Linked DNA regions of Neogale vison: region 1 is linked to region 2. A link is a contact called in public Hi-C data. All regions are on one chromosome and are shown on one strand. The core of a region is the stretch at or near the end of the contact, and the rest is flanking DNA. Distances in the headings are between cores, read along the strand shown.

The links. A called contact is a pair of places that touch in the nucleus more often than the background predicts.
Region 1: a contact with region 2 is called in a Hi-C map of muscle, with 6 times the contacts expected there. The contact joins the promoter of SLC12A6 here to the promoter of EMC7 in region 2. A contact is called at or near these places in 2 of 3 Hi-C or Micro-C datasets (fibroblasts and muscle).

What each region holds. Positions count from the first base shown.
Region 1 is chr13:93,844,341-93,849,572 of ASM_NN_V1, reverse strand. SLC12A6 (solute carrier family 12 member 6) reads left to right here and starts at 3,241. Exons shown (of 24, transcript XM_044230184.1): 1 at 3,241-4,711. The coding sequence starts at 4,441. It also overlaps the pseudogene LOC122894135.
Region 2 is chr13:93,661,191-93,666,080 of ASM_NN_V1, reverse strand. EMC7 (ER membrane protein complex subunit 7) reads left to right here and starts at 1,884. Exons shown (of 5, transcript XM_044230590.1): 1 at 1,884-2,172. The coding sequence starts at 1,940.

The sequences.
Region 1 (5,232 bases), core at 1,992-4,491, 180 kb before region 2:
ACACTAAAATCTGTAAATGAACTCTTTTAGTAATGTTTTGTAATAATGACTGTAACTTTGTCTTTATAAGTAACCCACTACCTGCACTCACTCCCTCAAAAAAGGATTATTGTTTCATGCTACATGCTGTGTAAACTGAGTTTCCAGACTTTGATCTGGAAATAGTCCTAATTGAAACAGAGGAGAAAAGGTGGACTTTTCCCTTAAAAGATTCTCAGGATATTAGTATCTTCTAAGCTATGCTCAGAAACAGGAGAAGAGGTTTAAGAGGTATAGTATATTGGTATTAGGTAGTATATGTAAATGAATGAAAATACACTGTGGTATGAAACAAATTGGATTTTGCAGAAATCCACCATTTCTTTATAAATATGAGAAAGTCTGTGAGAGCAACGGGGCCTGGCCAAGCCCAGCAGAGTCAGATATGGAAAGCACAGGAGCCTATGCCACCTGGAACTGGCCTGGGTCCTGTATGCCCATGAGTCAGATGCTCCATCACCTCCTAAACATGCATCCTGATTTATCTTCACACTTGCACATTGAAGAATGTAATGCCTTGATAAACTTGCTTAAGGAATGTCACGAACACCACAGCATTCTGAAAAAATTTTTTAAAGATTTTATTTAGTTAGTTATTTGAGTGAGAGAGAGCACAAGCAGAGGGAGGGGCAGGTAGAAGGAAAGGGAGAAGAAGGCTCCCTTGCTGAGTAAAGGGCTCAATCCTAGGACCCTAGGATCATGACCTGAGCTAAAGGCAAACCTTTAACTGACTGAGCCACCCACTTGTCCTGGCATTCTGAAAGTTTTTAGTCATTACAGTGGCCTTAGTCAGTAGATGAGAAAATGCTTGAAGAATGAGTACGTGGAAAAGAAGACCAAGAGCAGGGAGCAGTACAATGCAATGTGGAAAAGACTTCTTAATCCCACGGAGGAAATCTGAAAAATAAATTACAGACACATCTCATTAAAAAAAAAGGGGAAGTCTGAGATTGGAATGACCAACAGTCCTGCCTGAGAAAAACATTAGTAGCTCAGGAAGTGAATTTCTTGCTGCCTCAGGAAAGCTCTAAGCTGGAATTGTTAATCAGAGGCTTTAAAGAGAAAGAAACTTAAGGGGCTTTACATTTTAGCTTATTTTTTTTTAAAGATTTTATTTATTTGAGACAGACAGAGATAGTGAGAGAGACCATAAGTTGGGAGGAGAGGGAGAAGCAGACTCTCTGCTTAGCAGAGTGCCTGAAATGGCTCTGTCCCAGGATCCTGGGATCATGACCTGAGCCGAAGAGAGGGGCTTAACCAAATGAGCCATCCAGGTGCACCACGAGGTTTCCCATTTCAATTGGAAATTTCTCATTTTGTTACCTGCATCTTTCTTTCTTTTTCTTTTTCTTTTTTAAGGTTTTATTTATTCATTTGGCAGAGACAGAGAGATCACAAGTAGGCAGAGAGGGGGAAGCAGGCTCCCTGGTGAGCAGAGAGCCTGATGTGGGACTCTATCCCAGGACCCTGGGATCTTGACCTGAGCCGAAGGCAGAGGCTTTAACCTACTGAGCCACCCAGGTACCCTAAAAAGTTTTTATTACTGGATCTTTTTAACCACGTTTTGGATTTTATGTGTCATTTGATAAAAGAGAATTTCCTGACTCAGGTTTTCAATACAGTTCTGACCTATTGCTAAGGATGACGTTTAAACATTTCCACTTGTGAGGGGTAAGGACCCAGGCAAAGCTAGGGCACAGATTGTTAAATTTAATGTCTCGATCAAAGCTATAGGAAATAACTTTCTTTTTTTTTTTTTTAAAGATTTTATTTATTTATTTGACAGAGAGAAATCACAAGTAGATGGAGAGGCAGGCAGAGAGAGAGAGGGAAGCAGGCTCCCTGCTGAGCAGAGAGCCCGATGCGGGACTCGATCCCAGGACCCTGAGATCATGACCTGAGCCGAAGGCAGTGGCTTATCCCACTGAGCCACCCAGGCGCCCCAGGAAATAACTTTCAAACAAAACATTGATGAGTCGAATTTATTGAACACTTGAAATAAACATGCTAAGAAAAATATTCTAGTGGCAGCGGAGTAAAAAAAGTATTTCACTGATTTCTCCAGGTCTAAAATAAAGGACATTTTCTTTAATTGAATCTTCAGTCTAACTAGAAGGTGAAAATACCATTTTTCTCCAGCCTCATTGAGATATAATTGACCAAATTGTATATATTTAAGGTGTATAACATGATGAGCTGATATATGCATACATAGCAAAAGACATTTTAAGGACAGGGAAAAGAAATTTAGCACAAAATGTATATAATTGAGAATACACCTTGAAAATTTCAGTTGGGAGGGGCCCCTGGGTGGCTCGGTGGGGTAAGCCTCTGCCTTCAGCTAGGTCATGATCTCGGGGTCCTGGGATGGAGCCCCGCATCAGGCTCTCTGCTCAGCGGGGAGCCTGCGTGTCTCTCTCTCTCTCCCCCCGCCTGCCTCTCTGCCTACTTGTGATATCTCTGTCAAATGGATAAATCTTTAAAAAAAAAATTTCACTTGGTGTCATACCTACGCATATGGTATGGGAGGTTTGTGATTTTTAAAGAAATTATGAACGGGGGGCGCCTGGGTGGCTCAGTGGGTTGAAGCCTCTGCCTTTGGCTCCGGTCGTGGTCACAGGGTCCTGGGATCGAGCCCCGCATTGGGCTCTCTGCTCAGCGGGGAGCCTGCTTCCTCCTCTCTCTCTGCCTGCCTCTCTGCCTACTGGTGATCCTGTCTGTCAAATAAATAAATAAAATCTTTTAAAAAAAAATTATGAACGGAATTTTCCGAGACGCTTTTGGGGACTCGGAGGGCAAGGGGCATGTGTGCTCCCCGAATGCCTCCAGAGTGAGTTTGTGCAACACAGCGTGACCCAGAAAGAAAATGGTTTGTTTTCTCGAGCGCACGCAGCTCAGACCCCAACACTTAACTACAATACCCATCTTCCTCCGGGCCTCGCACATTTTGCTCCTCTCGTCCCGCCGCGACGGGCAGCGCATGCGCGCAGCCCTTTACGTCCCCTTGCAGACTGCAGAGCCTGGGCGGGGCTCCTCGGCGCTCCCGGGACGGTACCGCCCTCCGACCGCTCCCCCGGGCTTTTCTTCGGACCGTTAACCTCGAATGAGGAACGAGCTGGGAGGGAAGGGAGGGGCTGCGGCGGGGCTGGCACAGCCCGCCGGGCCCGGGGCCGGGGGCGGCGAGGTCACGTAACGGCTGCTCCGGCGTCGGCCCGGGGAGGGGGCGCCCTCCCCGGCAGCCGGAGCCCTCCTGCGCGCGCCGCGGCTGCGAAACAGTTACCGGCTCGTAAACAACAGCTGCGCGCGCACCCGCATCAGCTGGCGCCGGGATCCCGCACCTGCGACCTCCTCCTCCCTTCATCCCCGCCGCCCCTTCCTGCTCAGCCCCGGCCAGCCTGCGAGGCCATCTCCTCTCTTGCTAGGACCCGAAGGAAGAACGGCGAGGGGCTGACCTGCGCCGCGGCCCTGGTGGGGGAGAAAGCGTCCTCCGGCAAAGGGGTGGCCCGTCCTGTCACACGCAGGAGAAACCCGGCGAGCCGACCGTGGGCTCGATGGACTAGCAACGACCTGCCACGACCCTGAACTGCAGTCCGAGGGGTCTTTATCCGCTCGCTATCCGCCTCCTCCCAGATCCCAGAGACCGTTCAGCCAGAAGAGCGGGTGGGCCACCCCCGCAGATCTCTTGGAGACGGGAATCCGCTCTGCCCCTGCACCCTCTCCTCGCCCTTTTCATTCTCCTCTATCCGGTAGTGTGGGGTATTTTCCCGTTATGCATGCGCATCCCTCCCACCAGACCCAAGCGGATTATTGGCCTCCAAAACATCGGGTGGCTCTACACACACTTCCCAACCAGACCTGTGGGGTATTCACCTGATACACAACAGGTGGCCGGGTGTACACCGTTTCGCAATCTGATCTGTGCTATATTCGCCTGATAAGGGTGGGCCTGCGCGCTCTTTGCTCATCTAGAACCGTGGGACATTTACCAGATAAAAGACTTAACTACCTCGGCGGAAACCTGGGGGTCGAGGGGAGAAAGCCTTCACCTTCTCTGAGACCATGGCACTGAGCCCGCAGTCCTGGGCCAGGAGAGACATCTAGATAACTCTTCTTTTCGAAGGAACGAAGTTCCACGGGACTGGCATCCTTTCGTCTTTTTTTTTTTTTTCCTTAAATATTTACTGCTAGTGCACTTTCTAGGATAGTCTGTCCGAATTCTGAGTTAGAAGGATTCTTATTTGGGACTTTTTTTGATGGGTAAATCAAGGTTATTGAGGGTTTGTTTTTTGGTTTTTTTAAGTTGTCTTTTTTATCTTTGCGATCAATAAAGTAGCTAGTGTAGGAGGAAGAATTTTGCAGGGTTTTCCTTTTTTCTTTGTTCTTATAAAGGAGAAGAGAATAATGCATCCTCCAGAAACCACCACCAAGATGGCTTCAGTTCGGTTCATGGTGACACCAACGAAGATCGATGACATTCCAGGTTTGTCAGATACCAGCCCGGACCTCAGCTCCCGATCCAGTTCCCGAGTAAGATTTAGCTCACGGGAAAGTGTGCCTGAAACAAGCCGTAGTGAGCCTATGAGTGAGATGTCTGGAGCCACCACTTCACTAGCAACTGTTGCGCTGGATCCAGCTAGTGACCGGACTTCTAACCCCCAGGATGTTACTGAGGGTAAGTGGAGACACAGATGACAGGATACGTTGATTACTGGCTTATATATCTAGTTGATTGTCTATTGGGAAATTACTTTTCCATTATACAGTAGTCATCAGGAACGAGGAACCTTTATTTGAGGTGCCTAGGAACCCTTTGGAATAATGGTTAGCACAATAACTGTCTGCAATAGTACTTTGGCATGTGGGAAGGAAAGTAGATTTATATTTTGACTTCTTCATTTTTGCCTCGTTGGAATTGAGATGGGTGGTTTGGGTTAAAGATGAATATCGAAGAATTTAGTAGTTTTCTGCACAACGAATCCTAAACTGTGAAAATTTAGTGGAGAGTTAGCTCTGGGACTCTATTACAGTCTGCTTTTAAGGCTAGTTACTAGCAATAGTTATTGATTGTAGCTTGGTTATTGGCTTTCCTACAAAGACTTCAGTTATTGTATCACAAAATTCTTTTTTAAAAAATGCGTTTTTTTATAGACAGGGGTTCAAGAAGCTAAGCTCAGGGTAAGGCTGGTGGGTCTA
Region 2 (4,890 bases), core at 635-3,134:
GGGGTTATTGTAAATTATCCCTTCATTAAACTTCCTTGCAATTATGGGCAGAAGTGAGAAAAACTGAATGAGGTGTCCTGCATATACCTCCTAATGGCTGAACCCAATTACAACCACCCAGAGGTCAAAGGAACCAAGTTTTTGCAATCCTTCAAGATCCAGTCTTCTAAGACACAAAGCAGAGTGAAGGGTAGAGAATGAATCTGGCTGGGCAAACAGACCAAGTCTAGTATACAGTCCTTCTAAAATATTTCATTATAATTATAGTTTCTTTTATAAGGCATGAGTCCAAGAGATACATTATGGAATAATTCTTGCATAATTTAAAGTTGAATACCTATGTAGTTCCTAGAAAACACCAGAGATAATAGTATTTCACACTGCTAGAAAACATTACTGGGACTTCTCTACTCCATCTATGCCTGCGGAGGTATAAGCGGGCATTTGAGGGGTTCAGATCATAAGTTGTTTTTTTTTTTTTTTTTTGTATTAGAGTGACAGTAAGGTAGGGGAACAAAGAGAAAGGCAGAAATGGGGATGCAGAGCTCAGTTGCTGTTTGCTGCTGGTCTTCTTCCACTCTGCCCTCTATAAAAAGCAAACACCCCATCTCCCACATACAGTATTAAGATCAACACTGATTACCTACTAATTAAATTGAACATGTGTCTAAGACACCAACAAAGCAGGGTCACCAAGAATATGTAAAAGAATATCAGAAAATTTAGGGATGAAGCTTTTTTTTATTTCAGCATATTGGTAAATTTTGTAACATTTTAGAAAAGTGAAATTTTCTTTCATAGTTTAGTGTAGTTGTACTACACTAGTGTAGTGTAGTTTAGTGTAGGGTTGTAGCACCTGATAATCTTTTTACCGTAGCTTTGCATCTTCCAAAGACCAACTGTGAAGCAATGGCTACCTTCAGAGGGGAAGTACCCCTAACCCACAGTCGCTGATGCTCAGGAGAAGATAGAGTATGGTGTGGCCCCAGGGGCTGCATCTCTACCCCCTGCCAGCGGCTCAGAGGACTTGGTTCTCGTATCCTTTTCCTCAATTTTTGTTATTTTTCTTTGGGAGGCTAAGTCTAGGAGTTCACAAGGCCAAAAAAAAAAAAAAAAAAAAGCGTTTCCCTCGATAATCTTCAATATAGATTTGTACCCAGAGATTCGTATTCGAAAGGACAACATTGATAGCTAACAGAAACCCTGGGAACGTTACCCCTTTCTATCATGAAGAAAATGAAAAGATTGAAGATGATCTCTGAAATCTTTACTTAATCCCCGGGATCAATACTGGCAGGTCGCCCCATCCCTAACGTTGTGTTTACGGTAAAGCGTTCAAAATCGAACGAAGGGTGTAGTACCAGACTAAATGTCCCTCAACTCTTTCCTTTTTCGCCAGAGGCAACCGTTAGTAAATCGTTAAGTATCTTTTCCAGCTATTTTCTATGCCGATACACGATCTCCTTTAAACTCTCAAATGGGAACATTTTCATCTCACACGCCTTGGGGAATCTCTAGAACTTTTTTGAAGGCTCTCTTTTGAACCCGTTTCCCCGAAAGCCGGAGCCTCATTGGCAGACACAACTTCAGAGCGTCGCGGCTCTCAGTCTCACAGTCTTTTACTCTGGGGCGGGGCCGGCTGCCACAGCAACACACACCTCCCCACTTTCGCTTTGTGGGCGGCCCCCCTCAGAGGCAGCTGACACTTTCCTCGGACCGCCTTCCAATCCCGAGCGCCGGGAGTTCGCCGCGGTGCTTTGCCTCATTTCCGCCTCGCAAGGCGATTGGCTCAAGACTCCTTCCTTCGGGTTTGAGCCCTCCGCTCGCGCCAGGACCCCGCGCACTGTGATGACGACATCGGCCGGCGGCGGCGCCGACGACACCTGGGAGGCTGGGAGGGCTTCCGGGGCTGCCGGCCTGGCCGCTGAGAGCTGCTGTCATGGCGGCCGCTGTTTGGGGCTTCTTTTCCGTCCTTCTTCTGTTGCTCTCAGGGGATGCCCAGAGCTCGGAGCTTCCTGGGGCTACTGCTGATGGATCAGGCGGGACTGGGGTCGGCACAGGAGATCGCTTCAAGATTGAGGGACGTGCGGTTGTTCCAGGAGTGAAGCCCCAGGACTGGATCTCGGCCGCCCGAGTGCTAGTAGACGGAGAAGAGCATGTCGGATTCCTTAAGTGAGCATCCTATGGGCAGCGGGAAAGCGGTTGGCGTGGAAGCCGGAAGGGAATTCCCTCTAGGAGAGCCAAGTGTCAAGAACTGACGACGTCGCTGTCGGAGGGTGAAAGGGTGGGCGTCAATAGCAATCTGTGTCGGGAGACCTTGGGAAGCAACCCGACGCTTTCCCCTATTTTCCCCATCACCCCATTCTGTGTATCTCAGAAATGAGGGTGGCAGGTGCTTGCCCCAGGCCGGGAGCATTGGGATCCGTTATCTTCAACTTCATTTTTGCCTTTTAGGGGTCGACCCCTCCTGGGCCCTCGCGATAGGTGGACCCCTTATTTTGTTTTGTGCTGAATTCTTTCCTTTGCATCTCATTTGGTCTCCCTAGAATCTGGCCACTTTTTGCATTCATTTCAGTCTTTTGGCAGTTTGATGTTGTGTAGAAAGATGCTAAACAAGTGGGAATTCTCAAAACCCAAAGGACTTCTATGATGGCATAGACTGGGAGGCTAATGTTGCTGCTTCTCAAATTAATGGGCCCTGAAGTCCCTAATCAAAGCACCTTTTTTTTTTAAATGCCTGGTGGTGGGATTGTTGTTCTTTTTTACAGTTGAATTCATCGAGGGATTTGCAACATCACACTTGGTGGCATTTATGTGAGACTGGGGTTTCTCCACATTTGCTTACATGCTTCTTTATTTTCTAGTTATTAGCAAAAATGGGATTTCAGCCTATATTAAAGAACGTGGTGAATTTATTAGCATTCCAGTTTTGCAGTCGCCTGTTTTTCAGATGTTTATGCACAAATGTGATGTTTTAAGCCTTTCAGTCACTGCTTGGGAAGTGAAACTATGAACTGAAAGAAAATATTTAAGAAAGGAAGTGTTTCTCTGATAGGTTTGTATACCAGCAAGTGGTATTTGCAACCCAGACATTTGCAATTTGGACGTTTACTTCTAAATCTGATTTGCAAATATTCAGATTATCCAGGTTGAATGAGATTTGAATCTCAGATTAATAATGATGAGAAGTTAGTCTTTTAATACTATTTGTATTTACAAATCTGGCGTTAGGGCATTCTTTAGGGTTTGCCCCAAGTAATGATGTTTTAATGAAAAAACTCTCAATTAAACCTTGGTTTAATTAGTGTGAATTGGTAATGTAAATAGTGTAGATTGATGTTTTGGCTTCTCTTTTCTGCAGTATTAAATTCTTTTAAAAAGCATTTATTAGTTTAGTTTTTTGAAGATTTTATTTATTTATTTATTTAACAGACATACACCGAGAGAGGGAACATAAGCAGAGGGAGTGGGTGAGGGAGAAGTGGGCTCCCCTCAGGGAGCCCGATGTGGGTCTCGATTCTAGGACTCTAGGATCATAACCTGAGCTGAAGGCAGACATTTAAGGACTGAGCTACCCAGCTGCCCCTATTATTTTTATTTTAAAGTAATGTATAAGCAATATGTTTATTGAAGAAAATGTAAACAAATTAGGGATAACGAGACTTAACATTTTATTGTATCTTTTCCGATGAATTTTTAATAGTAAAATACAATATGTAGTACTTTGTCATCTGTTGTTTTTTTTTTTAATCCCCCAGTTAATATTTTGGGAGCAGTTACTTACACCATTTCATGTTCTTCTGTTTGTAGAAAGGCTAAGAATTAATATGAGGTGCTTATGGTGGGAAACTTCTTGGAAGAGGGATAGTAATTGTCTTGTACTTGTTATGCATAATTAGCTTGGAGTTTTGACTTACACTTAGGCTTGTTGGAGGTGGCTTGGGCCTTGGCTAATAGAAATGAGGGGAGTTTTGACAGAGGGTGCTTCATGCCACTTTTTGCCCCCATCACTGTGTATATAAAGCATATCTTATTTAAGCAGTCTTCTGTTTGGGGACATTTAGGTAGTTTTCAGTTTTTTGATGTAGTAGATTTTATGCACTATACTTTTTTGGGGGAACTTTTTGTTATGGAAAATTGCAGACATACACTAAAATAAACGATAGTTTCATGAATGTTTAGGTACCCATCACAATCTACTGTTCCGTTTCATGTCTCCTCTGTATCACGTTTATTTTTTTTCTGGAATATTTAAATACCACCCTAAATATAATCTCCCTTGAAAAAGCATTATTATGTGTCTCTAAAAGGTAAGGGCTTAAACGCTCACAATACCATTATTGACTTAATAAAATAAGTAATAATGCTACAGATTCATCTAATACCCAGTTCGTTTATCTAAAAAATGCTCCATGTAATTCTCTCAAGTCAGGATCCAACAAAGCTTACATATTGCAGAATACATTTTTAAAACCAAGTTTTAAAATTACATTATAAAATTTACATGTTATCTTTCTCAAATATTTGTCTTATGGTGAAAAATAGATTTGCTTTTTCCTTTGGGTAGTTAGATCTACTGTTGTGTTTCTCAATCATTAGTTTAATTTTTTTCTGGATCTAGAAAAATATTTTGAAGATTGTTCATTGAGGTTCCGATCAAGAAGCAGAAGACACCCAAATTAGAATAATTCAAGGAAAGCTAATGAAGGGATTAAACACTGTAGTCATGGTATAGGGAAACAATCAGGTTTTGCAGTACTCTAGAGTTTACAGCCTCAAAGCTACTATTACCTCTAAGCCTGAAGGAATTCGGGGAGGTAAAGTTTACTGGGCCCTAGAGGGGAAGAAAGGTCTGCCTTCAGAGGAGCACTGTCCCTTGACACAGCAAGT